Linked DNA regions of Mus musculus: region 2 is linked to region 1. A link is a contact called in public Hi-C data. All regions are on one chromosome and are shown on one strand. The core of a region is the stretch at or near the end of the contact, and the rest is flanking DNA. Distances in the headings are between cores, read along the strand shown.

Region 1 (5,192 bases), core at 1,919-4,418:
AGAGTTATTACCCATGCCGTAGTATACACGCTGCATTTTTTTTTTTTTTTTTTTTTAGTGCCAGTTTATGACATGTGTTGATCTCTTTTCCCTCTGTCAGTTCCTTTCCTTGGCCTTATTTTGAATTTTTTTCTGCATCATTTCAATGAACGTACAATAACAAATTATACAATTAAAGGTGCCTATACGGGATAGTTAACACTCTGAATTCTGTAGTAAGCATCCTTGCAAGAACTCTCAAAGTGCTTGCCACTTGAGTGTCTGCCAGAGTAAACCTAATGTTCATGTGCCTGAAAGATGAGTTAACAGTAACAACAGTAAGAATTCGGACTGAATCTAACTCAGAGTTCCCTGTCTCCCTACTAATGCTTCCGCCCTAGGAATGGATACTTTGTTTACATTGTTCCACGACAGGAATGTATGAACAAGGCAATATGTTATTATTTTAGCTCAGAACAGTCAATGTAGCCAAACCCAAGCACAGGACTATTCATCTGTAACTCCAGATCTCAGGAGACAGTAGCATCAGGTGCCAAGTTGGAGGCCAGTCCAGGCGACATAGCAAGACCATGTCTCAAAACACCAAAGGAAGGTGGCATGAGAAATGGCTCAGGAGTTAAGATCACTTCCCACTCGTCCAGAGGATCTGAGTTCACCTCCCAGCGCTGGTGTCTAGTGGCTTATAATCCCTGTAACTCCAGCTCCAAGGGGATCGTAGTGGCGCCCTCTTCTGGCCTCTGTGGGCACCTGTACACTCATAACACAGATACACTCAAATGAACACATACAAATAATAAAAACGACCCTCAAAAGTACCCAAGATAAGAACTGATTGCTGGGGTTGGTATCTTGTTATCTTATGCTTCCAAATGGGAAGACTGAATCTCAGAGAGTGAGAAACTCCACACGGTGGGGTGGGAGTGTATTGAGACAGAAGAGGTCTTCTCCGGGATCTGTCGCCTGTCGTGTGTTTAATGGTCCCGAATGAATAACTTGATTCATCCATCATCTCATGTCTTCCTTCTGTTTCCCTAGAATCCAGACGCAGCAGGGTCAATTTGCTTCCTAGCTAAGCTGGTCCATCTTCTCTGAATGACTTTCAGTAGGTGCTCATTGTAACTTCTGAGCCAGAAAAGAAGAGATAGAAACAAAACACGGAGCAGGAAGAAATAGCCCCAGAGGGGCCGCCAGGTGCACTGCTTGGGTGGGGCTGTGTCTCTAGAGGGAGGAAGGAATTGTTGTGACGATGAAACGCGCCCCAGCCCTGCCTCACACCAGTGAGAATGGCTAAGATCAAAAATTCAGGTGACAGCAGATGCTGGCGAGGATGTGGAGAAAGAGGAACACTCCTCCATTGTTGGTGGGATTGCAGGCTTGTACAACCACTCTGGAAATCAGTCTGGCGGTTCCTCAGAAAATTGGACATAGTACTACCGGAGGATCCAGCAATACCTCTCCTGGGCATATATCCAGAAGAAGCCCCAACTGGTAAGAAGGACACATGCTCCACTATGTTCATAGCAGCCTTATTTATAATAGCCAGAAACTGGAAAGAACCCAGATGCCCCTCAACAGAGGAATGGATACAGAAAATGTGGTACATCTACACAATGGAGTACTACTCAGCTATTAAAAAGAATGAATTTATGAAATTCCTAGCCAAATGGATGGACCTGGAGAGCATCATCCTGAGTGAGGTAACACAATCACAAAGGAACTCACACAATATGTACTCACTGATAAGTGGATACTAGCCCAAAACCTAGGATACCCACGATATAAGATACAATTTCCTAAACACATGAAACTCAAGAAAAATGAAGACTGAAGTGTGGACACTATGCCCCTCCTTAGAAGTGGGAACAAAACACCCATGGAAGGAGTTACAGAAACAAAGTTTGGAGCTGAGATGAAAGGATGGACCATGTAGAGACTGCCATAGCCAGGGATCCACCCCATAATCAGCATCCAAACGCTGACACCATTGCATATACTAGCAAGATTTTATCGAAAGGACCCAGATGTAGCTGTCTCTTGTGAGACTATGCCGGGGCCTAGCAAACACAGAAGTGGATGCTCACAGTCAGCTAATGGATGGATCACAGGGCTCCCAATGGAGGAGCTAGAGAAAGTACCCAAGGAGCTAAAGGGATCTTCAACCCTATAGGTGGAACAACATTATGAACTAACCAGTACCCCTGAGCTCTTGACTCTAGCTGCATATGTATCAAAAGATGGCCTAGTCGGCCATCACTGGAAAGAGAGGCCCATTGGACACGCAGACTTTGTGTGCCCCGGTACAGGGGAACGCCAGGGCCAAAGGGGGGGAGTGGGTGGGTAGGGGAGTGGGGGTGGGTGGGTAAGGGGGACTTTTGGTATAGCATTGGAAATGTAAATGAGCTAAATACCTAATAAAAAATGGAAAAAAAAAAAAAACAAAAAAAAAAAACAAAAAAAAACAAAAAAAAAAAAAAAAAAAAAAAAAAAAAAAAAAAGAAGCACTCTGCAAAGGGACAAAGCAGGAAGCCGCTGAGGCTGAGAAGGACGGACCAGGACAGCGCCCTCTAGTGGGACGTGGCTTCTAGATTAATAGGCCTGGCAGCAAGCTCGCTTTTGCTGGTTTTTAAAGCAGCAAAGGGTAATTTTCCCACGTGGATTTATGTTTGAAGATATCCCTAGAAGGTTTAAGCACAATTTCTGGTTGCTTTTAACAACTGGTAATCTCAACTCGGTATGCAATTCAAATGACGGCATTTTCTTTTTTTCAGAGAGCCAGATTAACTGAGCACTATATTCCAAATAGGCGTGTTGTAAAAGTAGTTTTTGCATTTTGGAGTAAAGTGTTTTAAAATATGCTTTTGTAATTAGATTATATTTAAAAAAACAAAACAAAACAAAAAACCTTATCTTTCCCACCTGGGCAGGGTTTAAACAAAGCCCAGGCAGTTTAAGGCTATTTTTAGTTCTGATTACTTATTCAGCTAAAATAATCCCAGGTTCAGCGGTTTATCTGGAGGAGGCACGACAGCTGGGCTCTCCCAGGCAGCCTCAGGTCAAAGCCTACGTCTTTATCAGGATCACGTGCTCTCCGCCTCCCCCGAGGACGGGAGGGAGAGCATACGAGGTGGCATGCTCTGTGACGCTAGTGTCGGTTTCACCAGCCTGGAGCCAGCAAAGTGGAGGAGAAACTGCTGATTCAGGGGCCTTCGATATGGCTGAGCTCACAGCAGGGAAAATAGGTCACTAATGACACGTGGCAAGAAGCCAAAAAAAAAAAAAAAAACCCAAAACAAAACAAAAAAACCCAGTGGCCAGGAGTTCTGAGAGGTCTGCCAAGGTCTGCCATGGGCAGGATCCATTGTCCTTGAATTCCAGAAAGAAAGCAGCGTGCTTTAATTTACTTAAAGTAGTCACAGGGCCACGGGACTCACGGGCTAAGACCATGATCTGGTCCCCCGTACACCGCGATGGCCCCAGAGTCCCTTCGCTTTGAGTTCTCAAGCTGAGACTATTGCTTGTTTTCCTCCGAGGCAGCAGGGGCAAAAGTGGCAATCTTAGCCTCCGTGCTTTCTTGTCCACTGAAGGGGTTCGCATCAGCGTGGCCTGAACCACGGCTGATCTTCGAGAAGCATCTCTCTGGTTCTAGGCAGAGGGTGTCCGGTGTGGTCCTTACGTGCTAAGACAGTGTTTTACTTTATCTTGGGGAGTGTCTCTCTGGACTGATGTGCCCTGGCTATGTTACTAGTTCTGTAGAAGAAGGAGGAGACGGAGAGAGAGGTTGGGAGTGTGTGGTGTAGACCCGGAGGTTCTTTCTCTCCCTTATCCCAGCCAACACCCCTGGAAGGATGCTAAATCAATTTTGTAGGAACAGCTCCAATACAGCAGGGTTGTCAGAGGAGCCCAAGGAAGCTCTTATCAGATGAGTTTCCAGGTCATGGTGCCATTGTTGGCAGAGGGACCACAGTTCAAGACACCCTGATCTAGGGTAGTCTTGGCCCTACCCACCTCATGAATAATTTCCACAATGCCTAGAACTTGCTCCACGGGTCAGTAATCACTTTAGAGTAAGACACATCTTGTTCATCTTTAATTTCCAGGCTCCATCAGTGCCCAGCACAGAGACAGAACGCAGAGCGCAGCGGTGGATCGCATTAGCCAGTGACTAAACCCTCTCGTGTGATAGTCTATCAGCAAATAAGATGGGTCGCAGAGCTGCTCTTCTCTAGGGCAGGGATTAGCCCACGTGGGATATTGATTTCCTTGACGGCCACTGATGAAATTGCTAAAATTAACATTAGAAATGACAGCGTGTCGAGATAAAAAGCTGGGTGGTATGATGTCATCAGAAGTGCCGGGGTTGAGGAAGAAGTCAGGCTGATTTTGGGAAAAATAAGCCTATCAAGTGGAGGGGAAGTGTACATACTATTTGTGATAAGGGACACCCTTTGTGAGTAGAGCATAATTAACACAGAGACCTGGGTGGGGGCATCGAGACATGGCTACATAGGTAGACAGGCAAACACAGGGATCTCATTGTGTATCCTCATCAGACATGTAAAAAGCCAGGCATAAGGGCCTGTAATACTAGTGCTGGAGATCTGGGAATGGGGATGGTCCCTGGGGCTATTGCTGAGCCCTTACTCTTATCCAGTTGATGAGCTCCAGGTGAACCTCTGTCTCAACAAATAGGGTGGACAGTGGTAGAGAAAGACACCAGATGTTAACCTCTGTCTTACACACACACACACACACACACACACACACACACGATTGTCTGAAAGCTTCCCAGTGGAGGAGACCCCATGTGGGATCTTACAGAACTGGGCAATGACGCACGGGAGATTATTCAGCCTGGGGACTGGACACAGCAGTCCAGTGTCGCTTATGTGTTCCGAGGAGACCAGCTCTGGAGTCTCCCCAGTCTGCTGGTTTTATTTGGATGGGTACAAGGGAAGATGGGCTGAGGACCTGCCCCTTCCCATCCAGCCACTGTTGCTTGTGTGACCCTCATTCATCCCATCATGCTTTGCTCTACCAATACAGTCTGCCCAGCAGTCCTCTGACGTTGACCTGGCCCCCTCCGGCTTTTATCTTCTTCCTCATGCCTTCTGCTTGCGACGTCTCTCTGCCCTTCAATCATCCCAGGCCTGGATGACTCAGGCTTTCCAGCTGCAATTTTGATTAGCAGTCAT
Region 2 (5,192 bases), core at 765-3,264, 97 kb before region 1:
GGAGCCAGGCCAGTTGTTTGGAGCCCTGCCCTTGTGATTGGCATCCAAAACGAGGGCAGCCTTGTGGAACGTGATGCTAGCCTAGATAGATAGCATCAGGAACGCATTGATACAAGTGTCCTGTTTAGGGGCGAGTACTCAAATAGAGGTGTGTTGCTGGGAAAGGCGGGGAGACTTGGATGGGGGAAATGGGAAGGACTAGATATGACCACATTTCAGTGTATGTCTGTATGAAATTCTTAAGAATAGAAAAATGAAAAAACAAGGGAATTGAATTGCAGGATAACTCAAAAAAACCCGGAGGACAGTCTTCAGTGCAATCTGCCATCAGACCTGCCCTGTGAGTAGAAACCCATAGCAGCTAGAAGAGACTAGTGGGGCATGAGTACTAAGAACCCAACAGGACCATTGCAGAGCAGGGAAGGATACCTCTTTGTACTCTTTACTGCTCTTCGGTTTATGAATTGAATTTTGTAGGAATGACAAGAGAGAGCCTGCAAGATGGCTCAGAGCATTTGTTAGCTTTCTCAATGAGCTTGGAGCCCACAGTCCTCAAAGTTCTCCTCAGACGTCCATCTGTGATACGGAGGGCGTACGACGGCGTGTGCGCATGTGCGTAAATCTTGCATCCACTGCTCCCTGTCTGCCCCATAAGAAGGATCATCTTTATGGTGATGAAATCCACCCATAATTCCAGGGCGAAGCTTACATGCTGACAGTGTCTGGTGGCGAGTGTGAAGTAGTGAATTTGGAGTTAGGTTATGCAGGGCTTGGAAGCCACATCCATATTGCAGTTCTTGCCACATCAAGTGGGAACCCCGGAATGGAAGCAGAGCTCGATCCTGCGTGAGCAGGGCTGTGCAATGGCCATGCTGCTCTGCCGCTTACTTCTGCTCTGGATCTTCAGGGCCGATCTCTATGCTGGGAACCCTTAGGAAGCACATGTGCGTACATTTTAAAAAGATCGATAGGAGCAGACAGTTGCAGAGCAGGGTGGGGCTTAGTGGCAGAGCACTTGCCTAGTGCATGCGAGGCTCTGGCTTCTAGCCCTTCTTTGAAAACCATAAAGTAATGGGGGGAGGTGGTCATACACCTTTAGTTCCAGCACTTGAGAGGCAGAGGCAGGCAGGTCGCCGAGTTTGAGGTTGGCTTGGTCTCTGGTCTACAGAGCAAGTTTCAGGATAGCCAGGGCTACACAGAAAAAACTTTTGTCTTGAAACAACCCCTGCCCACACACACTACCACACACACACACACACACACACACACACACACACACGAAAAGAAAAAAGAAAAGAATAAATAAAGTGGACGTGGTAGCATTCACCTGTAACCCACCTTTTTAGGAAGCTGGGCCTGGAAGATGACTTAACACCAGCAGACTGGGCAACACACCAAGAAACATCTCATCGGATAAAAGAATTAGATGTGGAGCCTTCAGCTGACTATGACGTTTTGAGATTGAGCCTCTTTTGTTAATAGCATTGATACTCTTAGGACAGAGAGGGAGAGGCCGTTTGTCACTTTCACTGTATAAAGATAGCAGAGGGCTTTCTCTGAGGGGACTGACACATGGTAGCATGCATTCACACACACACACACACACACACACACACGCACACAGATGCACACATGAACATGGATGCTCACGTGTGAGGTCAAGTCCTATCATCCCAAATAAGTCTGAATTCATTTATCTGAAGGCATGACAAACCTGAGCTACTGTCTTCTGAAACGTTGGGGGAAATTTTTAAAATCACTTTCTTTTCAGCTCTGAGTTGTAAGAAGTAACGGGCCGAATCCTGGTAGACAAGCAGAACAGCAGGAGACAGCAACCGTGTAACTGATTATAGAGACTCTCCTGGCATCGATGAGAAAAGACTCTCCCCTGTGCTGCCAAAGTCAAGGTCAAAGGTTCTACGTTAGGAAATCACAGGTGGTTGATTCTGCAGAAGCCGTCGCTCAATCAGTAGATCACTCGAGCTGCTTGCTGTCCCCTTTGCTTCTCTCTGTGGTTTCCCTCCCTCCCTCCTCCAAAGTCCAGTGTGAGTCTGCATCATGCTGTGTGCAGCACTGTGCTCTCCCTTACTGTCTGAAAGGAAGCCTGGCCTGCATTCTTATTAAAATTGAAAACAGATGAAAATTTGACAAAACATAAAACCATGTATCCTGCCCTCTAGTGTCTGTAAGTATCTATGGTCACTATGCAAATCCTTTCTTTCTTTCTTTCTTTCTTTCTTTCTTTCTTTCTTTCTTTCTTTCTTTCTTTCTTTCTTTCTTCCTTCCTTCCTTCCTTCCTTCCTTCCTTCCTTCCTTTCTTTTTTTTTTTCTTTTCCTTGTTCCTTGGCAGTATGTGAATTCTTAGATCTGAGGTATTAAAATATTTCTCTGGTGCAATTCTCTCACCTGAAAAAAAATTTCATCACTGATTTCCACATTTAGAAAAACTAAGTGGTTGGAATTATTTGTATATTTCTGAGACATGCCACTTTGATTGTCCCTTCTGTGGGACAATTCTTAGGTTCAGAAGGAGGTGCTAGGGTACCTGATGGCAGGGAGTCACTCTGACAAACTCACACAAGTCCATGTCTTTGTGTGAAGGGTAGATGTTCTTATCACACACTTGCTGGGCCGAGGTCAAATACTCATGAAGATGCTTGACGCAATGAAGACCTCATGGGGTCCCTTTAAAGTAAGAAATCAAAACAAAAATTTTTGAGAGGGGAAAACAATACCCTATTATGTAGACCTCAAACTGCTGATCCACCTGCCTGAGCTTCCCAAATACTGGGATTATAGGCATAGACTATCACACCATACCTCTTCATGTCAGCTTCTTCCTTCCTTCCTTCCTTCCTTCCTTCCTTCCTTCCTTCCTTCCTCCCTCCCTCCCTCCCTCCCTCCCTCCTTCCTTCCTTTTTCCCTCCCTCCTCCTCTCTCTTTCTCTCCCCACTTCCCTCTCTGTTTGTTTTTCTCTCTCTTTTTAAAAAGATTTATTTATTTTATGTATGTGAGTACACTGTAGCTGTCCTCAGACACACCAGAAGAGAGCATCAGATCCCATTACAGATGGTTGTGAGCCACCATGTGGTTGCTGGGAATTGAACTCAGGACCTCTGGCAGAGCCATCTCCCTTTTCTCTTTCTAACACATATATTAGAGAACATATTCAGTGCTTGGGTTAGAAGACAATCACTTTCCTGCCTAAGCCACGCCCCTAGCCCCGGTTCACACTCATTGGATAAGCTGACCTTTTTAATTCCAGCCTGTGGTGGTTTGAAAGAAAATCCCCCCCCCCCACCATAGGCCCATAGGGAGTGGCACTATGAGGAGGTGTGGCCTTGTTGGAATAGGTATGGCCTTGCTGGAGGAAGTGTGTTTCACTTGGGGTGGGCTTTGAGGTTTCAGAAGCTCAAGCCAGGCCCAGGGGCTCACTTTCTTTTCCTGCTGCCTGCCCAGCCAGATGTAGAGCTCTCTGCTTCTTCTCCAGCACCATGTCTCTCTGTGCTCTGCCATGCTTCCTGCCAATGGACTGAACCTCTTCCAACAGTGGACTGAAACTCTGAACATGTATGCCAATCTCAATGAAATGTTTTCCTTTTAAGAGTTGCTTTGGTCATGGCGTCTCTTCACAGCAGTAGAAACCCTAAGGCAAAGCTCCTTACAGGACATGTTTTACTGGGAACAGAAACTGCCCTTCTGAATCTCAAGTTCCTGGCAGGCCTTCAACAGGCCTTGCAAAACCAGAATTTCAACATAGCTCTCCTCTGGGCTTTATCTCGTAGCCTGGGTGAGTCTACACACACGTATCTCCTGGCTTTTAATACGGTAGCATTTCTGTGAGGGTGAGGGTAGGAAGAACTGGTTCTCTGCGTTCATACTCCAATCAAGTTTCATATAAACTCACTTTGCCTTTTGTCTTACGATGGTGTGAGTGTACCCAACTGGGATTCCAGAGCTAGGCACCTTTATTAAAGTGACACACGGAACAGGAGATGTGTGGCCTTGCACAGCTTTTGTCACATGGTAGATTTCTGCTGTAGTAAATATTATTTTGGATTTCTACCCCACTTAGACCATGTGATGGTTTGTATATGCTCTGCCCAAGGAGTGCTTAAAAGGTATGACCCTGTGAGAGTAGATGTGTCACTGTGGTTGTGGGTTATAAGGCCCTCATCCTAGCTGCCTAGAAGCCAGTATTCTGCTAGCAGCCTTCAGATGAAGATGTAGAACTCTCAGCTCCTCCTGCACCATGCCTGCCTGGATGCTGCCATGCTCCCATCTTGATGATAATGGACTGAACCTCTGAACCTGTAAGCCAGCCCCAAAGAAATGTTGTCCTCATAAGAGCGTCTGTTCACAGCAGGAAAACCCTAAGTAAGACAGGCCATATAGTTTCCAAATAGATTTATAGTAAGCTTAAAAGCACTAGAGCTGGGCTGATAGCAACTCTCTATGCTATTTTGTCTACTTCCCTGTGGTGATCCTCGAGATACCTGTCATCGGCCATGTTCCACTTGGGCCACCTCCTACTCCAACAGGCCAGCCCTCATGGCCACCAGTTCATGATCCACCTGCTCCATGGCCACGACTTTTTCCTGCTTCCTCTCTCTCCCTTATTGTCCTTGTCTGAGACCCCAAGCATGGGAACCTTTGGTCTCTTCTGCCCAACTCAAGCCGTAGGCATTTTTATTAACCAATCAGGGATAACTTGTCAAACAGGCAAGGTTTATATAACAAAAGCTGGTCTATGTTAGGATCTCCTAGTCAGGGCAACCAGATCTTAGAGGTCAGTATTTAGCATCTGAATACATAGTAGCACTAGATCAACCCCCTACAATCTTCTTAAAAAAAAAAAACAAACTATAAAAAGCAGACCCTCTTACATGGTAAAAGGTGTAATCAAGCCACTACATAAACTAGTAACATCATCATTATCAAGTACTACATGCTGTGTATGACAGCTTTACTCTTACATGAGCGGCTGTGCAGTGGTTTTGTCTTAATGGCATCACTACAAACTTGTGAGTTCCACGTTAGACTCTGGAGTGCTCAATGACCATGACATCACTAAGCAGCCATAATTTTATGCTCCTTTATGTTCTTATGGAACCACCGTTACATATTGGATCCATCACTGACCAAAATATTATAGGAGATACAGCTGTAGAGCCAAAGTGGCTTCAGAAGGA

Evidence for each region. Hi-C and Micro-C count contacts between places; a contact is called where the count stands out from the background.
Region 2: a Hi-C map of liver shows a contact between it and region 1, with 3 times the contacts expected there. The contact joins two enhancer-like sites. A contact is called at or near these places in 1 of 39 promoter capture datasets (hippocampal neurons), 1 of 15 datasets of contacts at CTCF or cohesin (embryonic stem cells), 24 of 484 Hi-C or Micro-C datasets (the HPC-7 cell line, embryonic stem cells, induced pluripotent stem cells and 3 more), 1 of 115 datasets of contacts at active chromatin or transcription factors (embryonic stem cells) and 1 of 9 other capture datasets (embryonic stem cells).

Annotation. Positions count from the first base shown.
Region 1 is chr10:119,063,552-119,068,743 of GRCm38.p6, reverse strand. Gm33861 (a long non-coding RNA gene) reads left to right here. Exons shown (of 4, transcript XR_380851.2): 4 at 1,036-1,339. Among named protein-coding and RNA genes, the nearest start is that of Gm33861, 10 kb to the left of the region's middle. Within about 2 kb of position 3,168, at least 142 of the 459 cell types and tissues checked have an H3K27ac peak or open chromatin away from gene starts, as enhancers often do. A contact at or near this core is called in liver, muscle stem cells and rod photoreceptor, where this site is marked.
Region 2 is chr10:119,158,928-119,164,119 of GRCm38.p6, reverse strand. No RefSeq gene overlaps it. Among named protein-coding and RNA genes, the nearest start is that of Gm34045, 21 kb to the right of the region's middle. Within about 2 kb of position 2,014, at least 32 of the 459 cell types and tissues checked have an H3K27ac peak or open chromatin away from gene starts, as enhancers often do. A contact at or near this core is called in liver, muscle stem cells and rod photoreceptor, where this site is marked.